Regions from separate parts of the Astyanax mexicanus genome. Here region 1 is linked to region 2. A link is a contact called in public Hi-C data. All regions are on one chromosome and are shown on one strand. Each heading gives the region's core, a stretch centred on a gene start, on an enhancer-like site or on the middle of the called end of the contact. The rest is flanking DNA. Distances are from core to core; before and after follow the strand shown. Region 1 overlaps fgd4a (FYVE, RhoGEF and PH domain containing 4a). Region 2 overlaps fgd4a (FYVE, RhoGEF and PH domain containing 4a).

What was found. Hi-C and Micro-C count contacts between places; a contact is called where the count stands out from the background.
Region 1: a Hi-C map of muscle shows a contact between it and region 2, with 5 times the contacts expected there. The contact joins two enhancer-like sites. A contact is called at or near these places in 2 of 3 Hi-C or Micro-C datasets (both in muscle).

The regions. Positions count from the first base shown.
Region 1 is chr9:18,114,583-18,119,245 of AstMex3_surface, reverse strand. All of the region lies in intron 1 of fgd4a (FYVE, RhoGEF and PH domain containing 4a), which reads left to right. Among protein-coding and RNA genes, the nearest start is that of fgd4a, 20 kb to the left of the region's middle. Within about 2 kb of position 3,160, the one cell type or tissue checked has an H3K27ac peak away from gene starts, as active enhancers do.
Region 2 is chr9:18,076,113-18,080,892 of AstMex3_surface, reverse strand. It overlaps fgd4a (FYVE, RhoGEF and PH domain containing 4a), which reads left to right. Exons shown (of 18, transcript XM_022679603.2): 3 at 1,307-1,438. Among protein-coding and RNA genes, the nearest start is that of nup205, 48 kb to the right of the region's middle. Within about 2 kb of position 1,377, the one cell type or tissue checked has an H3K27ac peak away from gene starts, as active enhancers do.

The DNA of each region.
Region 1 (4,663 bases), core at 1,911-4,410, 37 kb before region 2:
TCATCCACCTTGTGTATAAAAGCCCCTTTGTTTCAGTGTTTCTTGTGGAGTCTTTTGTGTGCTGCGATGCTGTGTATGTGTTGCAGGTTAGGTTTTGATTCCAGTGTTATTCTTTGCCCTTTAGTTTCTTATTTTTCTAGTTTTGCCTAGTCTTTTTTTTCTTGTTTGTTTGTTTGTTTGTTTTGTTTCCCGTGTTTGTTTTCTGCTTTTTTTTCTTTTTATATTCTTTGTTTAAGAAATATTTGATACCTGCATTTATGTCCGTCGTCTCACTCTTACCTGCTTGTCAGAGTCATTATGTGTTTCCATTCATAGACTGTATATAGTGAATGCATCTGGATGGCATATTTGCAAAATAAGGATTTGTTAGAATCAAAAAAGCCTCATAGGTGTGAATGTAATAATAATATATGTAAGTGATTTACAAAATTAGCATGAAAGGCATCCTGCAGCATATTTGCCCACAGCTGGGCCTGTAGATCCTGCAAAGTTGGCATCCCAGCTGGTCCCAGAAATGCTTAATTGATGCTGAACAGTCAGGCCAAGGAAGGAGCATTATACTGCTAAAAAAATACCAGTTAGAAGCCCTGCTATTAGAGGCAACACCTGTGGCAGCAGGTTCTTCACATAACTTGGAGATAGCACTGTGCCTCATTTCATAACTAGGGGTAACTGACTGTCATATGATCATCACAGTAGAAGTAGAGGCAGGGTTTCACTTAACTGCAAAGGTAGGATCAAAGTGCTCACCACAAAGCCTCCATACTTGAACCTGACTGCCATTGGATCCAAAAAATAACCTGGATTTGTTGCTAAAAAAGCAGTCCAGGTTTTTTGTTCAGAACACCACTGCAAATCAAACTGCCTGACTGGCAGATGGCCTAGGTGGTAGGTTATTAATTGACACAGCCATCCTCTTTTTATAGTGTAATTATAGTGCACCCCCTCTCAGACTGTGTCAGCTGGGAAAAATGTCTTCAAGTGCATCATAAAGGCATTTCTAGCACTCAGTGATCCCTCACCAGGAAGTTGACAACCCAAAGGTAACCTCTAAGATTGTTTTAGCCGTCTTGTATTAAGACCAGTGTCTAATCAAAACAAACTGTGATCATTTACGTAGATGTCTGCGTGAGAAATAAATGCATCATGATGGGAATGATTATAGTTTTTAAAATAAAATAAGCCTTTTAAACACATAATTGTACTGTCTAATTGTGTAATTGGACTGTTTTAAAGTGATTCAAGGTGTGTACACCTTTCTGTAAACTTTGTTTTCCCACTAATTAAAGGCCTGCTGTTCTCCTTTGGGTGAAGGTTGAAAGCTTCAGTGCAGTGCTGGTGTCAGCTCTGTTCTTTTCCACTGGGCTTGTGTATTGATTTGGACTGGGCTGTGTTGGCCGCCAGTAGGGAACAGTTTCATCTGCCTTTTGGTTCTCTCACCCACACAGATCTGTCCGACAGAAGAATTCCGACCAGCAGAGTTCTGTGTTTGTGTGTGTGTGTTTGTGTGTTTGTGTGTGTGTGTGTGTGTGTGTTTGTGTGTGTGTGTGTGTGTGTGTGTGTGTGTGTGTGTGTGTGTGTGTGTTCGCGTGCACATGTGCTTTTCTGTTTTACAAGGTTTATATGTGTGTGTGTGTGCCAGTGGTGAGGTAGCTAGGTAATGTCCTAATATGGGTCGTGTATGTTTCTGTGTGCAGTACAGTCTAAGCTCAGAGGTATGTATCACATTGTTAAATCTGTGAGCAGAATTTACTTAACAGTTACTGCATTTGTCTGATACTCTTATCCAGAGTGACTGGCGCGCTTGTCCTCTGGCTCAGCCAGACAATCAATCTCTAGTCTGGCACAGAGGAGGGCAATGTTATTACCCACTATGCTACAATAACTTGCTATATTGCAGTTAAATACTGTTTTGCCATTGTTATAGCCTTGTAACCTGCAGTAAAACCCTTATATAACGCTTAATGTTCCATCTAAGCATTGGACTTCTCATCTGGATACTGCAGGTTCGATCCTCCGTGAGTGGAAAACCAAGAGTTCATAGTTGGTTGTATCCAAAGTACTTCATTCATTGACTCATTGACTCACTGATGTTTAGCAGGCTGAAGATTCTCCACAAGAGGTGGAATACATTTAGTATAGGTACTCAAATGGTTTATGGTGCTTCACATTAATAAAATAGTTTGTGTCTGTGCATGTTTGTGTGCTTGTTATTCATTGACTGTTTGATTGTTTGGTAAAACAAATCGGTGATGCAACAAAAACAAGTTCCATAAAACATAGGAAATATGTAATCTTTCTTCAATTTGGCACAACACCAGTTCTTTTTTTCTTCTTTTGTTTAAAGGTTTGCCTTAATGTTCTATAAATGTTTCAAACATCTGAACCAACCAAGCAAAAACCTAGGTTCTTATATTCTGAGATTCGAGACTGTTTCTTTTGGTATGACAAATTTTGGTTCTTTGATAAACAATGTAAGTTTGAAGGCATCGTAAAGCATGCTTGTCTTATTTTTGATGTTTTCTATACTATATCTTCATCTAAACTATGTCTTTCACCACTTTGTGTTAAAAAGAGAGACAGCATGTTCCTGATGTCAGCCAATTGAGTTTAACTGAGTCTGCAGCAGCATTGTTATGGCAGAAATCAGGATGTAAATCTGCTTCTACTCTCACTAAATAAATGTTAATGAAACAGAAGACAGCATGTTAACTGCCTTTTCATGGCTCTTTTATTTGGTTGGTAATTAACTGTGTGCAGTGCAACTAGTGTGTGTGTGTGTGTGTGTGTGTGTGTGTGTGTAAGGAAGTGAGTAAAGGAACATGTGTGTTTATTAGTATGTACATACTGCACTCCGACTACACTCACTAATGGCTTTCTAAAGCACCCCATTGCTCTCTGTCTGGATATTAATGATACTCCACCATTCTCAGCACAGAGATGAATATCAGTGATGAAATTCATAAACAACTGCAAATTCCAGATCTCTGACCTGACTCTACTGCACAGGCCAGTCTGCATGCTTCACTATACCTCTGGAAAAATGTAATCAACCAAAGCTGCATATTTCCCTTCTGTTTATGCGCTGATGTGTAAGGCAGCATGTGGCAGGCTGTGATGGGGCCCCTGAGGGTCCGCTGATTGAGGAGTTTGAGCAGAGTCCCTATAGGCTGAGTAGTCATCACTCTAAAGGAGCAGGAGGCCAGTGGAGAACTGTGCTCTGCTGAAGGAATCTGTGATTAATCGCAGCCTTTAACGCCCGGCCTGTGGCAGTGTTTACTGCCAACCCCCACCATCTTTCTGGCTTTACTTCCAGAAGACTGCACCTACTGCATTTTGACAAACATGACAAAACTTGACACACTCGTGATTTTCTCTGAGCACTCGCAGATTGTTCGATGGAGAAGTTGGTCAGATTGGTCAATACTCTTACAGCTTAAAGCTCTTTCGAGCAGAGTCTGCTTTTGTCAGAAGAAAAAAAGCTCACTTCATGTTTTAAAAACAATAAACACATAAATTAATGTTATCTTCCACAGTCTGAAACTGATAGACTGCTACACTGTGTTAGAGAATTATATCTATCCCCATTTATAGAGCACAAATGGCAAAATTCTGTTAGTCTCTGTGTGGAGTTTCCACTATGTTAAAAATCTTATTCATTTTTACATCAGACAAACAAAAACTTGTTGTGAAGGGACCTTTAGAAAGAGACACTGTCTTTCACACAGACATTACAATTGTTGTGTACACAGCTAATATAATCACCATAGAGAACTGCTATACAATAGCAGTAGAATGGGATGATCTGTGCGATCAGTGTGCCCAATGCCAAGCCAGTCACTGGCTAGAGTGGTATAGGGCCCCATTTTAGCAATCTGTATGCGTATCTTCAACCACACAGCTTGGTTTAGGGCGTGTCAGTGTGTCTTTATAATCGTAGCAACAGGCAAAGTAGGACTTTATGTTAAAAGTATGATTTCCCTGTAACTAGCAGGCTTGTGTGTGCATTGGGGACGTGCTTGTTGACAAATCCCTGCCAAGATTACAATGGCTTACTGTTGACGTCTGCCTAGGTTGCTTTCAGTTAGTGGCACACCTGTGTTTTCCATTGCCAAGATAGCAATACACCAGAAATATCCCTAAACCACCCCTTTGGCATAAATTGGCATTTATTTACAAGTGCCGTTGCTATTGAAACGATGCAGGCACAAGCAGTAAAGGTAGAGTGTTAGAGCAGTATGTAAGATAGCAATGAGCTATTTATAGCCTTGCGCAGGGTATAACATAGGGCCCATAATGTCTCTAGCACTGGGCTTTGGAGCAGTGGAAAAGTTTTTGAGATATGGAGCGTTATGCAGGACCTCTAACCTTGGATGTGCTCTTAACAAGTTGTAGGCATTGTATCTATTTAGCTTACTTGCAATTTCTATAGCTTGCAAAGTGTGAAGGTAATGATGGACTGTGGTCCAGTATCAACAACACAATATTCTTCTAAAAATGAGTGGCATCTTGTACTGTTAGTCGGCTTTTACTAGAGCTTTCTCTGATGGGCTGGGTTTATGTAATTTTAGGGGAGGTAATATAATAGGTCAAGACTGTTATGTAACAGTTTTGGAGTTTTGCAATAGGCTCGTTTTACAGCTGTATTCTTGTTTCTGCTGGA
Region 2 (4,780 bases), core at 128-2,627:
AACTTGGATCATATAAGTCTAGTATTGATGGACACAGCATTCTAGGCTCTGGAGCTCTACTACTACCAGAAACTATTTTGCCTACTTTTTGCAGATTCATTCGCTACAGGCCTTCAGATTTTATGACCTCAGGTTAGCTTAAGAACAGTGCACAAAGAGCTTTATGACATGGGTGTACATGGCTGAGCAACTGCATTGGTGTAAAGCACACTCCCACTGGTGTCTAGAGAAGTGGAGCCTGGCAGTCTGATGGACATCTGGGAAGTCTGGGTTTGGAGCCACACACATGCACTTCTGGAAGAATGCTCAAATAGTCCCATAAACACACTCCTAAACCTTGTGGAAAGTTTTACCTGAAGAGCTGGATCTGTTCTAGCTGCAAAAGCTAAACCAACATCATAGTACACCATATGGATTTAAAATATATATAAATATATATTTATATAAATATTTGGCATTCTGGCAATATAGTTCTTTAATAAGTGCTCACAAAAGAAGCTGACATTTAAGGCCTCAAGGTCCAGAAGTTCATTCCTCTACCATGGTGACCAGACAGAGAATAGCCAGGATGCTTGTCTTCAATGCACCCTGAGGGGTCAACATACTCAGAGCATGAAGGGCTCAAGGTACAGATTGGGTTTGGAGAATTGGCTTCAGGGAACTAGGGCTGGAACAGTTTTGGCTTTTTTTGTATGCTGGTGTCAGGGTTTTTTATATGATGCAGGCTGTTACTGGAAGCCAGTGAAGGGTACATAGCAAGAGGGTGATACTGCTAAACTTTAGAAGGTTTAAAGATGAGTCTAGCTGCCGCATTCTGAACTAGTTGCAGGGGGCTGATGGCACACATAGGAAGGTCTGCCAGGAGTGAGTTGCAGTAGATGAGTTTTGAGATGAGAAGAGACTGCACAGGTACCTAGGAGGCCTCCGTTAGCAGAACACACTGTGCATTTTGGATGGCAGGTAGAATTGTAGCTGATATGAGTGTAGATACTAAATCATCTGAGATTAGGGTTGTCAACTTTTCTAGCTTCATCAGTAATACTTGACCTTATGTTTGTGAAAAAGCCTGTATTTGTCCATCATGTCTTTAATCAGTTACTGATGTATAATATCTATCTGTTATTTTCCACTTCAGGCTTCCCTGATCTTCTGTTTGCTTCAAATACATTCACAGATCTAGCAGTCAGAACACAATTAGCATTATTGTCTGTACTGTTCTTAAATATAAGACCGGTACCTCTGCTAGTCCCGTACTGAGAAAGAAAAACCTTGAGTTCATCCTCTTTCTCGCTCTCTTTTTTTTCAGATCCTGGCAGTAGCCCCGGAGAACGTCGTAGTCAGAAGCTGAGTCGGGGATGCAGAGGCAGTAACAAGAGCTCCAGTGGAGTAAATGGAAGAGGCTCGGGCCGCCACCTCCCTCAGCATCTCAAACCACACGGTAAAGCCCACAAAGAGTTTATCTCTTCAATACAAACCACAACATGCAAAACTTCACCTGCATGTATCTACACCTACTTACGTCACACTGCAGTGTTCAGTGATCACATGTGATCAACAGTGTGTGAATACCACTAGAAGGCCAATGGAGAGATAGAAGCCAAAAGCATAGAAAACATAACATTGAAACAGCTGAACTAACAAATACTAACAGCTGAACTAACACTATAGATGGATTAGTATCAGGACATCTCATTTCAGTGTTTCCTCTGAAATTAAGGGTATTTGAAAGAGTTTACCTTACTTTTTTTTTTTTAAATAATTGTGTCAACTATCCAGAAATGGCTTTCTGCTAGATTTTGGAGTATTGCTCTGAGAATTTAAGAGCATTAAGAGCATTGTTTGCTCAACAGTTCGGTAAATAAATGCCCCACTTAATCCGCCACTCCCCAGCTTGTCCCAAACGTATGGGATGCCCCCACCTGGCATTAAACTTTGTGGCAATGGGGTCATGTTTAATCTGCTCCAAGGAGTCCAATTCTATTGGCCATATTGACCTCTACAGGAACTAGACAATCTGTGTGTGTGCATTTGCACATCTCTGTGAGCTAAATGCATTAATTAAAAGGGTGTCTACAAACTGTTGGACACTTAGTGTCGCTATATTCATAAATTAAATCACTCAGGGTTCACGCAGGAAAGTGGTACCTGACTGTAAAGGTCTTATTTAGATCTACCATAACATTAAAAACCTATAAAATGTAGGTTTTAACTAAAAAAGTAAACAGTCAGTTCTTGAAGATGATTTGTTGAAAGTCCAAGGAAATACAATCTATTGAGGCTTCATCTCACAACATACACATGATCTGCTTCTAACATCTTGCCAAGATATGGTGCCAGATATCACCGGACACCTTTAGAAGCCATGGGGAGTCCATGTCCTGGTGCTGTAACTGTGTAATTTCTTTGTTGACGTCAAAAAGTACAAAATATTGTTCATTGAGACAGAGTTGTATATGATTAGCTTGGCTAGTTTGTCATTGATGAAGGTTAATTTGAGACTGCTTTTATTTGTTGAGCTTAAGTATAAACTGGTTCGACCATCCTCTTTAAGGCCCACTGACAGGGGATTAACATAATCATAAAGGTCCTTGAGGAGTGAATGAAGCCAGACAGATTAAAAAGGTTCTTATTCAGCATTGTCATCGTAGCTTGACTGCAGTAGAGCAATGAGTGCCCTACTCACCAGAGTGAGCTAGTGTTCTTAAATCAAGATGCTCAGGAAAATGGGATGACTGCAGGCTCTCTGTTGTTTAGACAAAATAAAGCTTAAAGAGAAGAGATAAAGAAACTCAACATTAGTAATGAAATGCTGAACTTTTACACCTGAATGTTAAAAGCAAGATTTTAACCAAAGTTTACTGTATACATGTGGTTTCATTTTTACACTGCAGGTTAGTGAGCACACTAAGAACTGTGGCAAAGACAAGAGGGTGTGGTTTAGAGGTTGGCATGTTGTGAATTTGATGAGTTGTCCTTCAAGGGGTTGTACAGAATTCTGCCTCCCTGCAGGACTCCATTCAATTGCACATCCATCACACATCAGAAATAGTTTAAGACATTACCCTCGGATTGCTTTTATTTCTGTTTATAATTAAAGGTTAGTCTACAGTTAGAGTAGGCATAGGAGTCACCAGTATAATCTATTGTGCCCATACTGCTGCTTAATGCACAGATGCACAAAGAGAGGTCAGATCTCGACACAGCACCAGTTATTTTCTTTTACTATTGTTTAATAGACGAGGAGAGTCTGCATAAGCTTCAAAAACGTGGTTTTACACAGCAAACAAACTAGGGCTGCATAGCAGGACATGCAAATATAGATACCTGGGATTTTTGAAAAGTGATTCTCATTTTTCATAATATATCTACAAAAGGTAGATTGTATTTGTTTACTCCAGTCTTTTATATGTTAAATCATTGATGTCTGTAGGAAAAAAATGATTAAAAAAATATATTGCTATATATATATCGCAATATATCGTGTCTAGCATTGAGCTGTGGAATGAAGGTGCTCCATCCAGTACTTTTGTTATGAGTCAGGGAGTTTGACATAAGGTGTAGGTGTTATCCTGACCTTACTTACAAATAACAAATATATATATATAACATATATGTGTGTGTGTGTGGATATATATATATATATATATATATATATATATATATATATATATATATATATATATATATATATATATATATATATATAATAACAAGATATCACAATGTCAGTTTTTTTTTATATATATATATATATATATATATATATATATATATATATATATACCGTGCGGCCCTACAACAAACCAAACCATGGTTCAGTTCACCTAGACCGATATGACCTCTTTTGTTGGGACCTTTGTTTTGCTGCACCTTCTACACCTGCTGTTTTAGTTTGGACCAAACTATTCATTCCAAAGGTCCAAATCAAACATGGTAGGAAGTGCAATGTGCAGTGAATGAGTGCATACTAGAGCATGATTATTGCCTGTATTGAGAGATATTGTATGTGATGCTTAACGCACTTCCACAGCTGGAGGAAACCAGCAGTGTTGGAGTGTGTGTGTGTGTGTGCTCACCCTCCTCCAGCATTGGCCAGTTTGCTGCAATGAAGCACTTCCACCATCTTATGGTGCTTTGCAGGCACTGCAGTTATAAAATTTTAATTCGCTTCCAATGACTTTAATCTTAGTTTGTGTTCATTTTAGGATGTGGTTTGCTGATACCCGTTCTATTGATTGCATACAGCTAGTTTAAATTGCACCTATTGCTGACACAGGTGTAATGCATACTCATGCACCTTGCCTAGTACTGTAGTACAGCCAATAGAATAGGGCTGTCTGGAGCAGATAAACAGGAACATGTTTGCACAATGCGTAATGCGAGGTTTGGTCTTGAAGGCTATAAAGCCCCCAGCATTGAGCTGTGGAATGAAGGTGCTCCATTTTGTTATGAGTCAGGGAGTTTGGCATAAGGTGTAGGTGTAATCCTGACCTTATAAAATGTTATTGTTGCTGAATGCAATCAAATCTATGTTAAACAATCTAGTAGAAAAGCCTTCTCTTGACAGTAGAGACAGTTATTCCAACAAAAAAACAAGATAAACTCTTGTTTTATAACTTTGATTTCAGAAGAAACAATGAGTGAGAAAGTGTCCCAATACTTTTGTCCATGTAGTGTATTTTTTACTGACATGAATACATTGTGATTAGATGGATATCATATGACATGATATGGCTTCATGATTGGAAAAAAATATTAATATTGCAATTATTTTGTTAAA